2 separate regions of the Hordeum vulgare genome follow, and region 1 is linked to region 2. The links are chromatin contacts, called in public Hi-C maps. All regions are on one chromosome and are shown on one strand. Each heading gives the region's core, a stretch centred on a gene start, on an enhancer-like site or on the middle of the called end of the contact. The rest is flanking DNA. Distances are from core to core; before and after follow the strand shown.

The links. Hi-C and Micro-C count contacts between places; a contact is called where the count stands out from the background.
Region 1: a Hi-C map of seedling shows a contact between it and region 2, with 6 times the contacts expected there. The contact joins the promoter of LOC123431117 here to the promoter of LOC123431098 in region 2. A contact is called at or near these places in 2 of 6 Hi-C or Micro-C datasets (leaf and seedling) and 1 of 1 datasets of contacts at active chromatin or transcription factors (embryo).

Annotation. Positions count from the first base shown.
Region 1 is chr1H:277,066,245-277,069,833 of MorexV3_pseudomolecules_assembly, reverse strand. LOC123431117 (pentatricopeptide repeat-containing protein At5g04780, mitochondrial-like) reads left to right here and starts at 1,590. Exons shown (of 1, transcript XM_045114955.1): 1 at 1,590-3,589. The coding sequence starts at 1,656. TRNAN-GUU (a tRNA gene) reads left to right here and starts at 1,435; the gene lies at 1,435-1,508.
Region 2 is chr1H:276,638,997-276,642,582 of MorexV3_pseudomolecules_assembly, reverse strand. It overlaps LOC123431098 (probable methyltransferase PMT3), which reads right to left and starts at 2,263. Exons shown (of 8, transcript XM_045114944.1): 1 at 2,062-2,263; 2 at 769-1,135; 3 at 511-675; 4 at 1-156. The coding sequence starts at 1,020. It overlaps LOC123431075 (exportin-4), which reads right to left. Exons shown (of 32, transcript XM_045114897.1): 32 at 3,397-3,586.

The DNA of each region.
Region 1 (3,589 bases), core at 341-2,840, 430 kb before region 2:
ATGTCGCACAGGAGCTATTTGCCCCGCGATAAGGATGGTTGGTAGGGAGGGGAGGGGCGGCAAGGGAGATGGGGCCGTGGGGGAAGAATTGTTCGTGGCTTGCAGGGAGGTGAGAGTGGTTGGGGGTGGACTTGGTCACGGCTGCGCGGGAGGTGGGGGCGACATGGGGATCCGGGAGTCCTGCTAGCCGCGATGGAGGGAAGTGCTAGGCGGTGGCATGGGGAAGAAGGTGGGCTTGGTTATCCGAGGGGATGTGCGGGTGTAGTTACCGCAGCGCAGCAGAAGGTCACCGGGGCGGCGCTGGTAGCGTTGGTCGCGACCCCTCCCCAGGTCGAGTCCGCGCACCTGGTAGATCAGCCGCCGGCGCGCTGTGTGATGGTGGGAGTGCGGCGCGGTGGGAGGTGGAGGCCTCACGATGGCTGGCGATGTGGGAGGTGGTGGCCGAGTAGTGGGAGGGGGCGGCATGGGAAGAAGGTGGTGGAGTATATATATATATATATAGACATAATTTTGTGGCAAACTATGGTAGACACAATCTTGCATATATATACATATATTCTAAACAAGCAGGATTAGCGTTGTTACTACTTACTCATGCATAAAGCCTGAATCTGGCTAAAATCACCTCCATTTTTATATATTGAGGCGTGTCAATTCACGTATGTTATCGTTGTTCGATTACTTTGCAAAACAAAGTCCACAACTATTGCTACTATCACATTCAAACTATTATTGTTAGTGATTTGTGAATTTTGTGACATGCTAGATGACAATGTTTGTATCATCCTTAGATTTTAAATATAGTTTTGATAAAATGTACAAACTCGAGGTCAACCATGCCCATAACATTATGTATATGCTCTAGAGTGCAGCATGTGCACGTATGGTTTCATGTGTAGTACAATGTTCTTACTCCTTAGTGTTTGTTTGGTTGACGCTGAAATTAGTCATAGCAAAATACTGGTTGCAAGTTAATTTTATATTGCAAGTACTAAGGAGATACGTGTTAATCTACAAGTGCCTCAAAGAAAACAACAATGACATATGTGTGGGAGGTCAAACCATGATGTAAATCTAAGAAAGGTAAGATGACGCAAGCTCTAACCAAAGTCAAAACTTAGCTCACCAAATGCAAAGCGCATCGACCCAAATAGTTAAAAGTGAAATCTAAATCTTATACCCCTTCTAAACTAATATAAGAACGTTTAGATCACTAAAGTAATGATTTAAATATTTTAATATTAGTTTACATAAGGAGTACATATCAGTGGCAACGAATACATTTTCATAAACTTCAGGTGGGCCACGAACTCTGGAAAAAGCCAACAAATTGCTTGTGTCTATATCATTAATGCTGAATGGAAAACTTTGGAAACCATACAAAAAAACATATCTTGGGTATTAGAATGCTCAAACCTAAAAATTTCCACCCGAGCTGGAATAGCTCAGTTGGCCAGAGCGTGTGGCTGTTAACCACAAGGTCGGAGGTTCGAGCCCTCCTTCTAGCGTATAATTTTTTGTCATTTTATTTTATTCAGAATTGCTATTTCAGCCCAGAAGGTCCAAATCCCATGGTCCACAAAGCACAGATTCTCTCTCCTCCTTACCATTTGGAAATGCCGGACCGAGCGCAGTACTACTGACGCCATAAAAAAATGGCGACCACCATGCTGCCGTCCCCGTCTCTGCCTCCTACTCCCCGCGGTGTCTTATCGCCGCGCTGCTCACTACAGGCCCCGACCCACGCGCACCGGGTGCCGGACGGGGCATCCCGGAGGCAGCATGCCCCGGTGCAGCAAGCGCGACCCGAGGCCGCGGCGTACGCGCGGGAGATAGGCGCCTGCGTGCGTGCGCGGCGCTGGGGCGCGGCATGTGAGGCGTTCGCGGCCATGCGCGCCGCCGGGGCCGAGCCCGACAGGTTCCTCCTCCCGCAGGTGCTCCGGGCCTGCGCTGGGGCGGACGCGCCCCGCCTCGCCGCCGCCGCTCACGCGCTCGCCGCCAAGGGCGGGCCCGCGCTTGCCGACGACGCCGTCGTAGGTAACGCTGTCGTCGCCATGTACGCGGCGCTTGGGGACGTCCGCGCCGCGCGCGCAGCGTTCGCGTCGCTCCCCGAACGCGACGTCGTGGCATGGACCGCTCTCGTGGGCGCCTACGCCAACGCCGGGGAGCTGGACCAGGCCTTCGAGCTGTTTGAATCGATGCAGGCCAATGGTGTTCGGCCTGACGTGATTTCATGGAACAACCTTGTCTCCGGCTTCGCGAGAAATGGTGATATTGGTGCTGCGCTCGATCTGTTTGACGAAATGCGACTGAGGGGGGTCAAGCCTCGGGCCAGTTCTTGGAACTGCATCATCTCTGGCTGTGTGCAGAATGCACGCTATGACGAGGCTTTGGGCATCTTCCTGGAGATGTGCGAGACTGAGATGCCTGATGCAGTCACTATTGCAAGTATACTTCCTGCTTGCACTGGCTTGATGGCACTGGGCCTTGGAAAGCAGCTGCATTCTTATGTTGTACGTTGTGGTATCAAATTAAATGTGTACATTGGTTCTTCTTTGATTGGCATGTACTCTGAGTGCAGAGAGTTTGCTTATGCGACAAGCGTATTCTCCGCCATTGATGGGGAGAGGAATGTCACTGTATGGAATGAGTTGATTCAATCATATATCAGTGATGGGAGGATGGACAAAGCGTGTGAAGCTTTTAACTTGATGCAGCAGGATGGATTGAAGCCTGACACTGTCACATATAACTCATTCGTTGCTGTATATGCTAGAGCAGGTCAGAAAGAACTAGCAAATGAACTGCTGTTAGGCATGATGAATGTCAGCTTGAAGCCCAATGTGGTATCATTGAATGCTTTAATATCCGGTTTGCATCAGTTTGGCCTCTGTGCTGATGCACTGGAAGTTTTCAGATACATGCAGCTCCTAAACAGTGGAGATGCAAAGCGCTGGACATTTCTGGACAATAGCAACCCCATCCAACCAAATGGTACTACAATTACTAGTGTCCTCTCACTGTTGACAGACCTCAAGTTAGATCGTCTCGGGAAGGAAGTACACTGCTATGCTCTAAGGAATGGTCTGACGTCAAACATATTTGTATCCAGCAAATTGGTTGACCTTTATGGTAAAACTGGTGATATGGTATCTGCTGCTAATGTCTTCCAGGGAATAAGGAATAAGAATGTTGTCACATGGAACAGTCTGCTAGCAGCTTACAAGCATAATAGGAAGCCAGAGGTTGTTTTGAAACTATTCTGTGAAATGCTCGAGTCCAATTTACTTCCTAACTTGGTTACGGTGCAGATAGCGCTTTTGTCTTCTGGTATGACAATGGCATCAGGGTATGGGGGAGAACTGCATGGTTACATACAGAAAAACTGGCCTGATGGTTATCCAGTCACTCTTGCAAGTGCACTAATAGATATGTATGGGAAATGTGGTAAGATTGAGGATGCTAGACTGGCTTTTGAGTGCAGTGTTGATAAGGATATAGCAGTATGGAATGCAATGATGAGTTGCTACTTGCTTCATAGGATGCCTAGAGATGTTAAAAGATTGTTCGAAATGCTTGAGCAATCTAG
Region 2 (3,586 bases), core at 1,014-3,513:
AGCTCCATGATGAAAATGTGTTCCGCCACCAGGAAACTTAATTTTTTCGCCTGCATCAATCATCCAGTTCTGGTCTGACTTCTCTTTTGCAAGGTGAGTGTGAGGAATATTTGCTTTCCACACTATATCACGGCTTTTTGGCCATTTTATGGGAACCTGCAAAACTAAGTTTCATGAGTCTAATGTGGCTTGGCACGAACCACATTAAACAGCACCATCTGAACATAAGTATAAATTTGATAGGTCAGGAGAAGGTAACAAGAATGTCCAGCTCCAGAACAGAGCAGGAAAAATTCAAACCATTTTCCTATGCCAGATCAAACCTAAATCTACATGCAGAAGACATCTTGACCGCATAATGTATAATCACTAAAATAAGTGGTTCAGCTTGAAGATATATGTTGAGATGGTGGATGACGGAACCCAACTCCAGCAACTTTGTAGCTCAGAGACATAATCAAAATAAGGCAAGGATGGCAAGAAAAAACAAAGAAAGGATAATCTGGTGACCTTATAGCCATGTGGCGGTGGAATGAGGCAATTAAAGCGCCTCTCAGGAGGAGGACAATGCCGCTCATAATGCTCCATCAGGTTTAGATCCAGCTTCAACCTCATCTGATATATCAAGTTCCTATCCAAGCAGGGGATCAGCTCAGAATGCCGATCATCACATACCTTCAGAGTAAACCAAAAGAAAAACCTTTAGAATTATCATCATACATAGAGAGTGTGTGTTAACAAACAACTGATTGCTGGTTCTGAACTCACGGGGAAGCTCTTGAGCTTAACATCGTTTGCATCGCCAGTCCCAAAAATTGACTCCTCCGAGCCATCGTCACCATCTCCGTCACTGCCCCACCCAAGCGACCGAGAGAACTTGGTGCCGTACTCTAGTGCTGCGCTCCCGGCCTGGCCATTGGAGCCCGAGAAATAGAGGAAGAGGAGGCACAGGCACACGACCATGACGCAGAAGAGCACAACGGGCCTCTTGCTCTGCCCCCCATCATTTCTCCCCCTCATTTCGGAGGATCCCAAATCCTAGTAGTAGTAGTACCCTACTGCCCCCCTAGTATAGACTGTCCTCAAGATTCATGAAGGACCACAGAAAATCCTAGTTCTGCTGGGACGCACGGATCTGCAGAAAGCAAAAAAACAAGCCATGAGACCAACAATAAGATGTCATAAACTAAGCAGCAGGCAAGCCGCAGTAGAGTTGAAGCAACAGAACCAAATTGAGATATGCAATGGAGGAAGCTAGAAGCGTATACCCGCTTAGAAAAGGTCAAGCGGACACCGTTGGTATTGCCTGAGAAGAGAAATCCTCGGGATGAATACAATGCTCAAGCCGAACCCCCAGACTGGTGCAAAACGGAGGGTGCGTATAAGTATGCGAACGGCAGTGGTGAAGAGGGAGGAGTTGGGGGCAGATCACAGAGGGGAGATGAGCACTAGTCCTGGTAGTACTTCTCTAAATAAAGCTCCCCTCTTCCGAGCTACTCTATTTTGCTGGCAGATTCCTTCAGATCTGCGGCGTGGTCTCCAGTTCCACGGAGCAGACTTAGAATTCGGTTCGCCAGCACGGAAGCTCTTTGCTCAGTTGGATTAGGCAGCCGAGCATACGGCGTAAGGAAAAGGGAGCTTCAGGTTGACCCAGCGGAGACAAGAGAGACAGCGACGGGCACTGCGACCTGAGTGCGTCCGGCGCGAGGCCAGCAGCGGATTGAAAAATCCCCAGGGTTTGGAACGACTGCTACTAAGAATCGCAGCCGAAGACGAACCAACCAAATCCTAACAGACGGAACGATAAATAAAAAAGAACCAACGCAAAAACCCAACACGCACACAGCGCGCGAATCCCACCGGACGCGATGCTGGACCGAAACCCACGCCGCGCGCGTTCGTGGCCGCCTGGGCTCCACGCTCCCTTTCCGCGGGAAGACGCGTCAGGCATCGCAACCAGATCGCACCGCCGGGCGGCGGCGGCGGCGGCGGCGACATGGACGGCTGGACCGAGGGGAGAGAGGGAGGCAGCAGAATGCGAGGGGGGGAGAGGCAACGCACCGTCGCGGATCCCGTGCGCGGGCGGGCGGGAGAGTGCCGCCGCGGGCCGGGCGCTCGTCGCCTCCGTTGGCTGGCTGGGGTGAGCCTGGTGGCGGGGCGGGGGTGAGGGCCAGCGGAAGGCCTCGATTTGCGGGGCTAGCGTGAGAGGGAGAGAGAGAAGGGGGCAGGTCTGCACTCTTGGTGGCGCGTGTTAATGAAACCAGCAGCAACATCCCCGAGATGATTAGCGGGCAGATTAAACTAACACGCCGCGGTACACGGGACGCTGTTAAGCGGAGGGAATGTCCCGTGCCCGTGCCCGTCCCCGTGCCGGATAATAATTGTTTTTTTTTCTCTTTTTAGATGATGACTATGATTGTTATTCTAGTACTACTGGTAGATTAGCATTAGTGCTGGGGTCTTTTTCAGATGATTAACGTTGGCGATTTAGGGGGGAGATCTCTGTCGGCGCCGGCCCAATGCCAATGGGAGGGAGGGGAAGGGGACTAGTACTTGTATTATTGTTTGTTTTATTATCTCTCCCTTCGCTGTCATGCTGCTGGTGCTGCAGTGCCGATGCGCGTATGGCCAATCAGCTTGGTAACGTGAGTCTTTCCTTTTGTTTCCCCATATGCCCTTTCGTTCTCTGCGGATATTTGGTACTCCCTGTTCCAAAATAACTGTCTCAACTTTATACTAGAGCTAGTACAAAGTTGTACTAAACTTAAAACACTTATTTTAGGACGGGGAAGTACTAGAGAAGACTTTTAGTGCACAAGACAACGCCATTTCGAAACGAGCCGGAGGAAACCCAACTGGCCAAGGCCGAGCCGGAGGGAATGGATACTCACGTTCTGAAACTGCCTGGTTGGTTTTCATCCACACTCCACGCACCGAATGTTAGACCAGAGATCTACCCATCCAGTCACCGACACGGGCATGCAGTCACCGACACGGGCATGCAGCCACCGACACGCAACAGCTTGCTCCACGGAACTCCATGGGATCCACACAGCAAGTGGTCATCAAAATCCACATATGCCAGCGTCACCGACTGGCGCAGCGACACAATGGTCCTCCGCGCCAGTTTTGGCATGATCATGTCCAAGGGAGTTATGGCGCCACCATAAAGACCACCCAAATTTGGTGAGTAAGGTTACAGATCTTTCAGCCATGACACTGCTGATCATTTCGATAGTTAGTTCCTGGCAAAAACAAACAAACAAAAGACTAGCAGGAATCCTAGGGCTCAGACGCTAAAAGCGAGCCCCAGCCGGTTGATAACATGTGCAGATGTGCTTGTTCAGTTGCTTTGTAAGAAGACATTTTACACGAAACAGCTGGGTTCCCACAGGATTCGAGGGAAAATTGAGCATTGCAAAAGCATGCCCCAGTGTTTCACGTTTCTGGGCGGACACAAGTTACGCACTACACGTTGTCGAATCCTTTCTTCTAAGCTGTATCTCCCACACATGTGGGAGAAGAGAACTGCTCCAATTGAGAACAGTCGCAACAAAATGACCTCCTTCTCCGTTTAAATGAAAAT